2 separate regions of the Ovis aries genome follow, and region 2 is linked to region 1. Evidence: chromatin contacts called from public Hi-C data. All regions are on one chromosome and are shown on one strand. Each heading gives the region's core, a stretch centred on a gene start, on an enhancer-like site or on the middle of the called end of the contact. The rest is flanking DNA. Distances are from core to core; before and after follow the strand shown.

Region 1 (4,624 bases), core at 1,134-3,633:
GGGACCTGCTTCCTCCTCTAGAGCAGAAGAAGAGGACCGAGAAGGGTGGGGCCCGCCCTGTGGTCATATGGGGTTGCTATGGGTATGGAGGCCATTACTCCTACCTGGCTGGGGCTGGCGCCCTGTGTGGGCTCCAAAACCACTTTTGCCTGGTCAGGACTGGGAGTCCTACCTGCCCCTTCCAGTGATTTCTCTCAGAATTCTCTGCTTCAGCCGCACCTGGAGTAGCATGCCCCAGCTGCTGCAGGGCGCCCCTGAACCCCAAATGACCTCTCAGTGAGGTTCATCTCATCACAAACTGATTAAAGCCAGTCATTTCTATTTCCATTCCTGGAGTCTTTGCTGTGTATGGGAGCAGTGGGCTGGAGAACAGGATTCCTTAATAAGAGCAGCCTGAGAACGTTTTCAAAGATGAGTAGGGTAGGGCGGAGGGGGACGCTGCATCAGGTTCACTGAGGTAGTGGGGAGAGCCTGCAGACCGGTAGCCTCATGGGCCCCTGGGAGCCAAACAGCTTTCAGGCCTGTGGTCATAGCCCCAGTGTGTTTCCCATGTACCACTGCTGGAGGTGGGCAGGGAGTGGCCATGGCTAGGCTAGAGATCCTTAACCTTGGAGTTGCAGGATCTTCCAAAGATGACTTTTAAAAAATTGTTTCTTTACTGTGTGACTTGGACTAGAAACCTCGGCTTTAGGCCGGCGTTTCTTAGTCTGGGCTCTACAGACATTTGGGGCTGGGGAGTTCTTTATTGTGGATGGCCTCTGCCTGCTAGATGTCAGTAGCATCTCTCCCCAGTCATGATGACCAAACACCTCCTGCTGCTGCTGCTGCTAAGTTGCTTCAGTCGTGTGCTACCCGATAGACGGCAGCCCACCAGGCTCCGCTGTCCCTGGGATTCTCCAGGCAAGAACACTGGAGTGGGTTGCCATTTCCTTCTCCAATGCATGAAAGTGAAAAGTGAAAGTGAAGTCACTCAGTTGTGTCCAACTCTGTGCAACCCCATGGACTGCAGCCTACCAGGCTCCTCCATCCATGGGATTTTCCAGGCAAGAGTACTGGAGTGGGTTGCCATTGCCTTCTCCATCAAACACCTTCAGACATTGCCAAATGTGTCCTGAGAGGCAAACTGACCTTAATTGGGAACCACTGTCCTAGACCAATGGTTATTTGAAGGTCTGCATCACAGTTAAGAATGTAGTCTAGTGCTATATTGCCTGGGTTCAAATTCTAGCTAACAAAGGGCAGACTTGGGAGAAACTACATAATCTCTCTGTGGCTCTATTTTGTCATCTGTAAAGTGAGTAACAAATATACTTCCATTTTAGTTGTTGCGAGAATCAAATGGTTAACACTTGTAAAGTGCTAGCAATTCCCATCCCTAACGTGAAGAGGAACTAAAAAGCCTCTTGATGAAAGTGAAAGAGGAGTGAAAAAGTTGGCTTAAAGCTCAACATTCAGAAAACGAAGATCATGGCATCCAGTCCCATCACTTCATGGGAAATAGATGGGGAAACAGTGGAAACAGTGTCAGACTTTATTTTGGGGGGCTCCAAAATCACTGCAGATGGTGATTGCAGCCATGAAATTAAAAGATGCTTACTCCTTGGAAGAAAAGTTATGACCAACCTGGATAGCATATTCCAAAGCAGAGACATTACTTTGCTGACTAAGGTCCGTCTAGTCAAGGCTATGGTTTTTCCAGTGGTCATTTATGGATGTGAGAGTTGGACTGTGAAGGCTGAGCGCTGAAGAATTGATGCTTTTGAACTGCGGTGTTGGAGAAGACTCTTGAGTCTCTTGGACTGCAAGGAGATCCAACCAGTCCATTCTGAAGGAGATCAGCCCTGGGATTTCTTTGGAAGGAATGATGCTAAAGCTGAAACTCCAGTACTTTGGCCACCTCATGAGAAGAGTTGACTCATTGGAAAAGACTGATGCTGGGAGGGATTGGGGTCAGGAGGAGAAGAGGACGACAGAGGATGAGATGGCTGGATGGCATCACTGACTTGATGGATGTGAGTCTAAGTGTACTCCGGGAGTTGATGATGGACAGGGAGGCCTGGTGTGATGCGATTCATGGGGTTGCAAAGAGTCGGACACGACTGAGTAACTGAAATGAACTGAACTGCTCTGCTCAAGTATACAGGTTTAAAATGGAGAAGTGATTAATCAGAATATCTGAGCATAGACCCTGGGAACTGCATTTTAATAAGCTCCTGACTTCAGAGATGTGAAGAGCTGGCGTCATTGTGGGTGGAGTCTCATCCATGGGCTTGGGCATGTGTACAGGGCATGGACTCTCAGTTCCTGGCCTGGTCTCTGGGCTTGTCAACAGCATCTTTGCATGCACCCGACAGGCTGGGACTTGGCTGAAGGTCTGGCCAAGTCTGGCGGGCGCAACATGCCCTCTAGAGGACAGACTAGGCCCAGTCTCAGGGCCCAGAGCTCCTCCCTCCTCCCACCCTGCACTGACTACAGACAGAGGCCCAGCTGATGTGTCTATTAGAACGAGTTTATTTAAGTACACTGGGCCCCACCAGGCAACATGGTTTGTGCGAGGCTGTGCAGGGGACAGGCTTGGGCTAAGAGGAGGGAGGTGAGCTGGTTAAGCACACTGCAGTCCGCGGGTCGCCACATCGCTTTCACACACACCTGCTGCTGCGGCCCACACCTGGCAGGGCCTTTGGTCATTGGACGGCATGGGGTCGAGAATACTGCCTGGAATCTGGGGTCGGGCAAGTGTTGGTGTCATGGGTGAGGGTGCCAGTGAATATCTGCTAGCCCCAGCTTTGCACCTTCTGGGCTGAAGAGCCTTTGGACCCCTGCCAGGCCAGCCCAGTCCAGGGTAGGCGCCTGGCCCCACTGGACGAGAGGAAGTGAGCCTGAGCCCATCAGTTCCTGGCAGCCTGGTCTGGCCCCTCCTTCCGTGACCAAACAAGTCCAAATACAAGAATGGCACAAGTCAGCCAGCAGGGGCTGCCTGGCCTCTACAAGCTAGTCCCCTGGGGTCAGCTAGCACGGGAAAAGGCAGCTTGGTTAACTGTGGCTCTTTCTCCAGTCCTAAGGAGGCGGCATCCCCAACACCCCTCCTTTGCCAGGAGCCTCTGCCAAATGGTGATTCTGCCTCCTATTTCAGAAAAATCCAACCAGCAACCAGCCTGTTGATTCCAGGGCAGTGAGCAAGTAGAAGAGGGAGAAAGAGAGAGGCTGGAGTGACTTTGAATGTAGCCTCTGATCCCATATGGTCCTGAGGCCTGTGGATACTGTCAGTTCATGTTGGCAGGGAGTGGCAGGGAGTGGCAGGGCCCTGAACGCTATGCTAAGCTTAGGCGCTGTAAACATTAGTGTGAACAGGGTGACTGGTGGGCGGGGCAGTGAGCTCCCTCTCTCCAGTCCCCTAACTGAACAAATACTTCAATAAATAAAACTGAAAATGGCACTGCCCATGGATGGATGGAAAGCAAGTTAACAGGACCTGAGGCCAACAGGCTCCTGAAACTCTCCCGAGATCCCCAGATGGGGTTGGGGGTTGGAGCAGTAAGCCTGCCACTGATCAGATGTAGCACTCCATGCCCTCCTCAAATGCCCAGTGTGGTCCTGGTCCCCAGGTGAAGTTGAGGGCATCCTGCCCGCTCCTGACAGGGAAGTCTCAAAAACAGCTCCTGGAGTGCTTCTCCAGCTTTCTAAACCTGAACTGCAACAAGACCAGACAAGAACTCAACCCTGGACTCAGGCCTCAGTCCACGATCAAGAGGCATTGAGAGCAGAATGATGAACAAGGGGAGGCTGCAGGGCACCCTGGGTAGAGGGGGTGGGGCTGGCCCAGCCTAGGATGGGCAGCAGCAAGTGTCCCCGGGGTTGGTTTACCTCCCTCTCTGTCTCCCTGTGGTAGTAAACATAGTCCCACACAGCCAGACAAAGGCCCGGCTGACAGAACAGGGCCCTCTGCCAGCACTCTTCCCTGTCAGGGGCCAGTTAGTGGTCAACCCCAGGTCTCAGGCCATCGCCATTATGGGTAGTTCATCGTCCTTTCCAGGCCCTGAAATCCTGGGATCCCTGGGCCACACGGCACTCGCATATGTGCACACATTCATACCCACACACACACATTCATACACACAGGCAGTTCCTCGCAAACACTCCGACTCAAGAAAGCGAGTTTTAAAGTGGAGTTAACTTCAGAGAGAGGTGAAGACGATGTCCCAATATTAGAAGGTTTTCCTGTGGATGGACCGGGCACCATCTTCCTCGTATTCCTTCTTAGAGACCCACATCTTCTTAAAGGTGTCCAGGGAGGCGAGGATGGAGCCCCTGGCATGGAGGGAATCCAAAGGAATCATGTCAGAGACAGGGAGTGGGTATCTGTGGAGCCAGCCAATCCCCCTGGGGTCAAACCAGAACAGGCTTTTCTTCAAAGGCCTGGGGTGGTGAGGCGTAATCAATGCCTCTGCAGTAAGAGTGTTCCACTCTTACTCCCAGAGGAGCTACTCACCCAATCCATGTGGAATACAGTCTCTCCTGCGGTGCAGATATCTGCCGGGGCGGGTAGAAAGAGGAATCTGAGATGGCCGTCCTCCCCTCTCCCTTCCCCATCCAATACTCATCTCGGCCCCAGTGAGAGTCAGTG
Region 2 (4,624 bases), core at 1,458-3,957, 96 kb after region 1:
GGCTCCCCAGGTCAGGGGTTGGGAGCCCTTCCTTCCCCCTTACATTACTGCTCAGACTCTGGGTTTTCACACTGGGCCTCCCTGATCACTACCCCTGGCTGTCCCTTGGCCACTAGTACCCTGTGTTCTGGGCCTGGGGCAGCGAGAAGGGAAGGCTGTAGACCCCGCGGACCCCGCCTATCAGCCCCAACCCCTCAGTTACCATCCTGTCCCCTTTCCTGTCCACAGCGCTGGTGGCCCCTGGCTGATAACTGACATGCGGAGGGGAGAGACCATATTTGAGATCGACCCACACTTGCAAGTATGTCTTGAGTGAGGAAAACGTTTCTAGCACACTGTGCCTAGGCCTCTGCCACATAACCCTGGCTTTCCTGCTGGGAAAACAGAGGAGCTATATTTGTGAGTGAGTAGAAATATGGCATGATATGCAACTTGTTCCCTGAATTCTGCAGAGTACGTAACGGAACAGAGATTTCAGTCCAGGGAAAACTGTCTAAACACATTTTCCTGCATTTTAAAAGGATTGATTTTATTGAATGCAAATTATACATCAATAAACCTGACCCCAAAATTGGATCACCAGCAAGAAAGAAAATCAGTATAATGGGTATTGCTTGTCTGGGATTCATCCTGCCATGTTCCCCTTCTTAGAAGAACACGGGCTTCCCTTCAGAAAACCTCCCTAGTGCCACTGCCACACCATGACAGACAGTGGAACAGGTGGCAGTGACCCCACAGCCCAGCTGCGGGGCTGAGCGCCGATTGGTCTAAAGATCCTACCCTCTTTCAGATCATTTTCATCTTGGGCAGTCAGACGCTGAGCTCCTCCTGTGGGTAGGTTGGTATCCCTTGATCTAGAAAAGAAAGTCTTTATACACACAGGTTGGCCGTTCCCACTCGCTGTGTATGGCCCACCTGTACAGAGCGTCAGTGTCATCTCTGGGATTTTTAGAAGCAGCGCTCTGTTTGTATGCAGGTGAATTTTGAAAGCTGGGTAGAGCATAACTTTGTTTCTTATGGGCCACTCATGAAACAGGAACCGCAGACAGCCAGTAATGTGCCTGGCACATGCCTGCCTCCTTCTCTTTTGCCCTTGCCCTTTGCAAGTCATTGCCATCTCTGAACATTTTATGCCTCTGTAGAAATCTCACAGACCACAGGCAGCCTGTGTTAGTGCCAAGAGTTAGTGTCCTTTAGGAAGGCTGGGAGGGGGTAGGGAGAGGTAGCAGGCAGACAGGTAGCCTGTGGTCCCTGGGCTCATTACTGCAGACCTGGGAGTTCTCAGGCAGAAGCCTACTCATTCACAGATGATGCTACTGTTTACCTAGTGCCTTGAACACTGAAGCTTTCCGATCACTTCCAGGATCCTCTGTTATCTCTCCTTTAACTTGGTTTCCTAGTAGCTTCTGCTTATGCAAGAACCAGAACCACATGGCTGTGTTTCCCTAAGCCCTTGTTTGGCAGCCACACTGGGATCCAGCACAGGGCACCGTGGGCTGTTGCTTTGGCCCCTGTCCTAAGTGCCAAGTGCTAAGAAAGCACCTGATCGTTAAGCTACTAGGGTAAGCAGCCTGTCCTTGCTCTACATGCTGAGAACAGCTCTCCTCTCTAGTCTTCAGGTGTCTGTCCCTAAGGCCAGCCAGCAGGACCCAGAGCACTAGTGTTCTTTAAAAGCAACAAAGCACCTCGGTGTGCACCCAGTGGGAGCTGCTCTGTGCTCACTTGTGTCTCTGGGGTCTACTTGCAGCTGGTTTGTTTTAGAGCTGCTCCTGGCCCTTTGCTCCACACTCTACCACTAGCCAGCTGTGTGCGGGAACAAGTCCCCAGACTCCTCAGCGTCTTCACCCTTTCTTGTTTACTCATAAAGTAAGTGGGCTGAGCTCATTGAGCCAAGAGATGTCTTCAGCTTCTTGCTTAGGTGAGGGGCCCCAAGGTGGCCAGTGGAGAAGGGAGAACATAGACTCTATCCTGAGCAAACCAGCACCCACACACCCCTGCCTAGGGCACAGAGAGCCACTCCCTGTTGTCAGCTCAGAATCTCCAGCTTTGCCTGGGCTGATGGGAGCCCTGGAGATGGGGGGGGGGGGGGCTGATGGGAAGGAGGCATCAGGCCAGGGCCACCTGCTAATGGTGTCCAGAAATAAGGACCCTCTCTGTAGGCTTACCTTGTGCTTTCTGAACAGGCTTCCCGGCCAAGCAGCCGGCCAGTATGGGCCTGTGAAGCCATGGGGAGAAGGTCCCCAGACAGGGAGGAGCAGATTCTAATTGAGGTCCTGACTCAGGAGCTTTATTTGGCCCACATGACTGTTTATGAACAAGGTTGTGGGAGCCTCATCCAAAGGCTTTTGACCTTTCATCCAAAGCCCAACAGCACAACTGTATTTTATCGGAAATCCCAGGATGTTTGTGTTCACCTCTTCCTTGAGACCATTTGGAGAGTGTTTGGTCTCCACAATGTCGAGGCCTGTGTGAAGGCAGGACCTCTGGTGGGGCTTGCAGATGCTCACCGCCCTCCTGGCCGCCAGTTCAGTCTAAGAAATGGAAAAGAATTTCCATCCAGAATCCTTGGCCAAACAAGTCAGCAATGCTGCAGGGAAAGTCCTGCCCTTCTGCTCTCTGGGGGCTCGTCACCATGTGACCACACCCTCTGCTGTTGGAAGAAGAGACTGCAGGTGTGAGGCTGGAGAGGTGGGGCTGAGTCCCAGTCTCTCCCGCCTATGGCTGGCTTCCACACTGGCCTCTGGAGCAGGGCCGGGTGATCAGTCAGCAGAGGAAGAACTGTGCCTTTCCTCCGGGAGGTAGTTCCTGGCCCTGCTACGTCAGCTCCACAGGCCAGCACAGGGTGGGCAGAGTCAGGGCTCTGAAACAGGTATGAAGGTCACTATACTGGAAGTCTAATGAGTGAGAAGAAGCTTCCCTTGGGATTTCCATTCTCCCCAGCTCCCCTAACTGCTGGTTCTCCTGGAGGAGCCCAGTGGCTGGCAGAGACTGTCATTCGTTAGTAACCAGCGCAGAATAGTCAGGAATCCTGTTCTTCTGACACCTGTCCCACGCTTAGCTCTTACTCATGCTCGGGCTTGGTCATGTCCAGCTCTTTGTGACCCCATGGACGGCAGCCCACCAGGCTCTTCTGTCCGTGGGATTCTCCAGGCAAGAATACTGGAGTGGGTTGCCATTTCCTTCTCCAAGGTATCTTCCCTACCAAGGGGTCGAGCCCTCCTCTCCCACATTGGCAGGTAGATTCTTACCGCTGAGCCACCAAGGAAGCCCTTAGCTCTTATTGAGGCCGAGTAAATATGGGCAAGCAAATATGGGTGGTGACCTTGGGCCACTGGTTGGCTGAAGGAACTCTGGCTCTTTGGTTCTTTCCAAGCAGGAGCGAGTTGACAAAGGCATCGAGACAGACGGCTCCAACCTGAGTGGTGTCAGTGCCAAGTGTGCCTGGGATGACCTGAGCCGGCCCCCCGAGGATGACGAGGACAGCCGGAGCATCTGTGTGGGCGCTCAGCCCCGGCGGCTCTCAGGCAAAGGTGGGGGCCTTGCCTTGCCCTTGCCCAGGCTGGGTTTTAGCATTTCTTGGCAGGATTTAAGCCGCCAGTGAGATCTCCAGCAAGGTGGAATGGAGGGAGCTTTACTGGCCCATTTCTCCTGGGGTGTGTGTGTGTGTGTGTGCATTTCACATTGCACCTCCAGCAGGGACCATTATGTTTTAGATTTGCCCCTTGCAATCTGAGGTCAGGGAGGTGAGTAGAAGCCCTAGAACAGTTACAGGAAACGGCCATAGTCCACCCAAGTGCAGGAGAACAAGCCCTGGCCACCCACAGAATTGACACAGGGCCCAGCTCTAGCCTGAAAGACATGCCAGACCCGAGGATCACACTGGCCTCAGGCCTGCCCAGGCCTCTTATGGGAAAGGCCTGAGTATGAGACCAGTTTATAGACTTTACCCAACCCCTCCACACACACTGTCTTGCAGATACAAAGTAAGGGGCAGGGGCAAGCACCCTTACCTCTGAACCTAGGGAGTGCGCCTTGGAGGAGGGTATGACTCTCCTGTTGGAAGCTCACCATGCTAGTCTTGGCTAGAGAAATAGTCATGGTTTTAAAGAAACGGGATCTCTAACTATCTTCAAAAGAAAAGCAGCCGTATATAAAGATGTGCTTATAGCTGCTCTCTCTACTTCCTTTCTCTATTCTTCCCCCTTTCTTTATCTTTTGAAGAGTAAGATACTTGGTCCTGCATAAAATACAAACACTTGTGATAGCACTTATAAAAGGTTTTCTTTCCATAAAGAACAACTTAAACCCCTCATGCAAGTATCTGACCCTTTTCTTTCCTTCCTGCTTGTTCTAATGATGTGCCAAGTTCCAGGGAGGCTCTAAGAGACTGTACAGTTATTAGACTCATCCAGTTGCTTTTGTGAAAAAGAGCTAATTTAAGGAAGGATTCACAGCTTTGTCCAAAATTTCAACCATTATTGGCTATTTTTAAAAAATTCTTTTAAGTAAGATCCATGACGCTGTAACAAACAGCTAGAAAAGTCACTAATCATGTTCAGCATCTACCCTAAGCCCACTCTTTGATCAACCAACATTAATTTGCTTTTTAGTGTGTGTTTGCAGA

Evidence for each region. Hi-C and Micro-C count contacts between places; a contact is called where the count stands out from the background.
Region 2: a contact with region 1 is called in a Hi-C map of liver, with 2.6 times the contacts expected there. The contact joins two enhancer-like sites. A contact is called at or near these places in 3 of 16 Hi-C or Micro-C datasets (liver, mixed tissues and tail adipose tissue).

What each region holds. Positions count from the first base shown.
Region 1 is chr22:22,858,383-22,863,006 of ARS-UI_Ramb_v3.0, forward strand. All of the region lies in intron 8 of MFSD13A (major facilitator superfamily domain containing 13A), which reads left to right. It overlaps ACTR1A (actin related protein 1A), which reads right to left. Exons shown (of 11, transcript XM_004020147.5): 10 at 4,490-4,530; 11 at 2,489-4,308. The coding sequence ends at 4,206. Among named protein-coding and RNA genes, the nearest start is that of ACTR1A, 17 kb to the right of the region's middle. Within about 2 kb of position 2,384, at least 23 of the 54 cell types and tissues checked have an H3K27ac peak or open chromatin away from gene starts, as enhancers often do. A contact at or near this core is called in liver, where this site is marked.
Region 2 is chr22:22,954,439-22,959,062 of ARS-UI_Ramb_v3.0, forward strand. SUFU (SUFU negative regulator of hedgehog signaling) reads left to right here. Exons shown (of 12, transcript XM_015103389.3): 6 at 229-301; 7 at 3,374-3,530. Among named protein-coding and RNA genes, the nearest start is that of TRIM8, 43 kb to the right of the region's middle. Within about 2 kb of position 2,708, at least 11 of the 54 cell types and tissues checked have an H3K27ac peak or open chromatin away from gene starts, as enhancers often do. A contact at or near this core is called in liver, where this site is marked.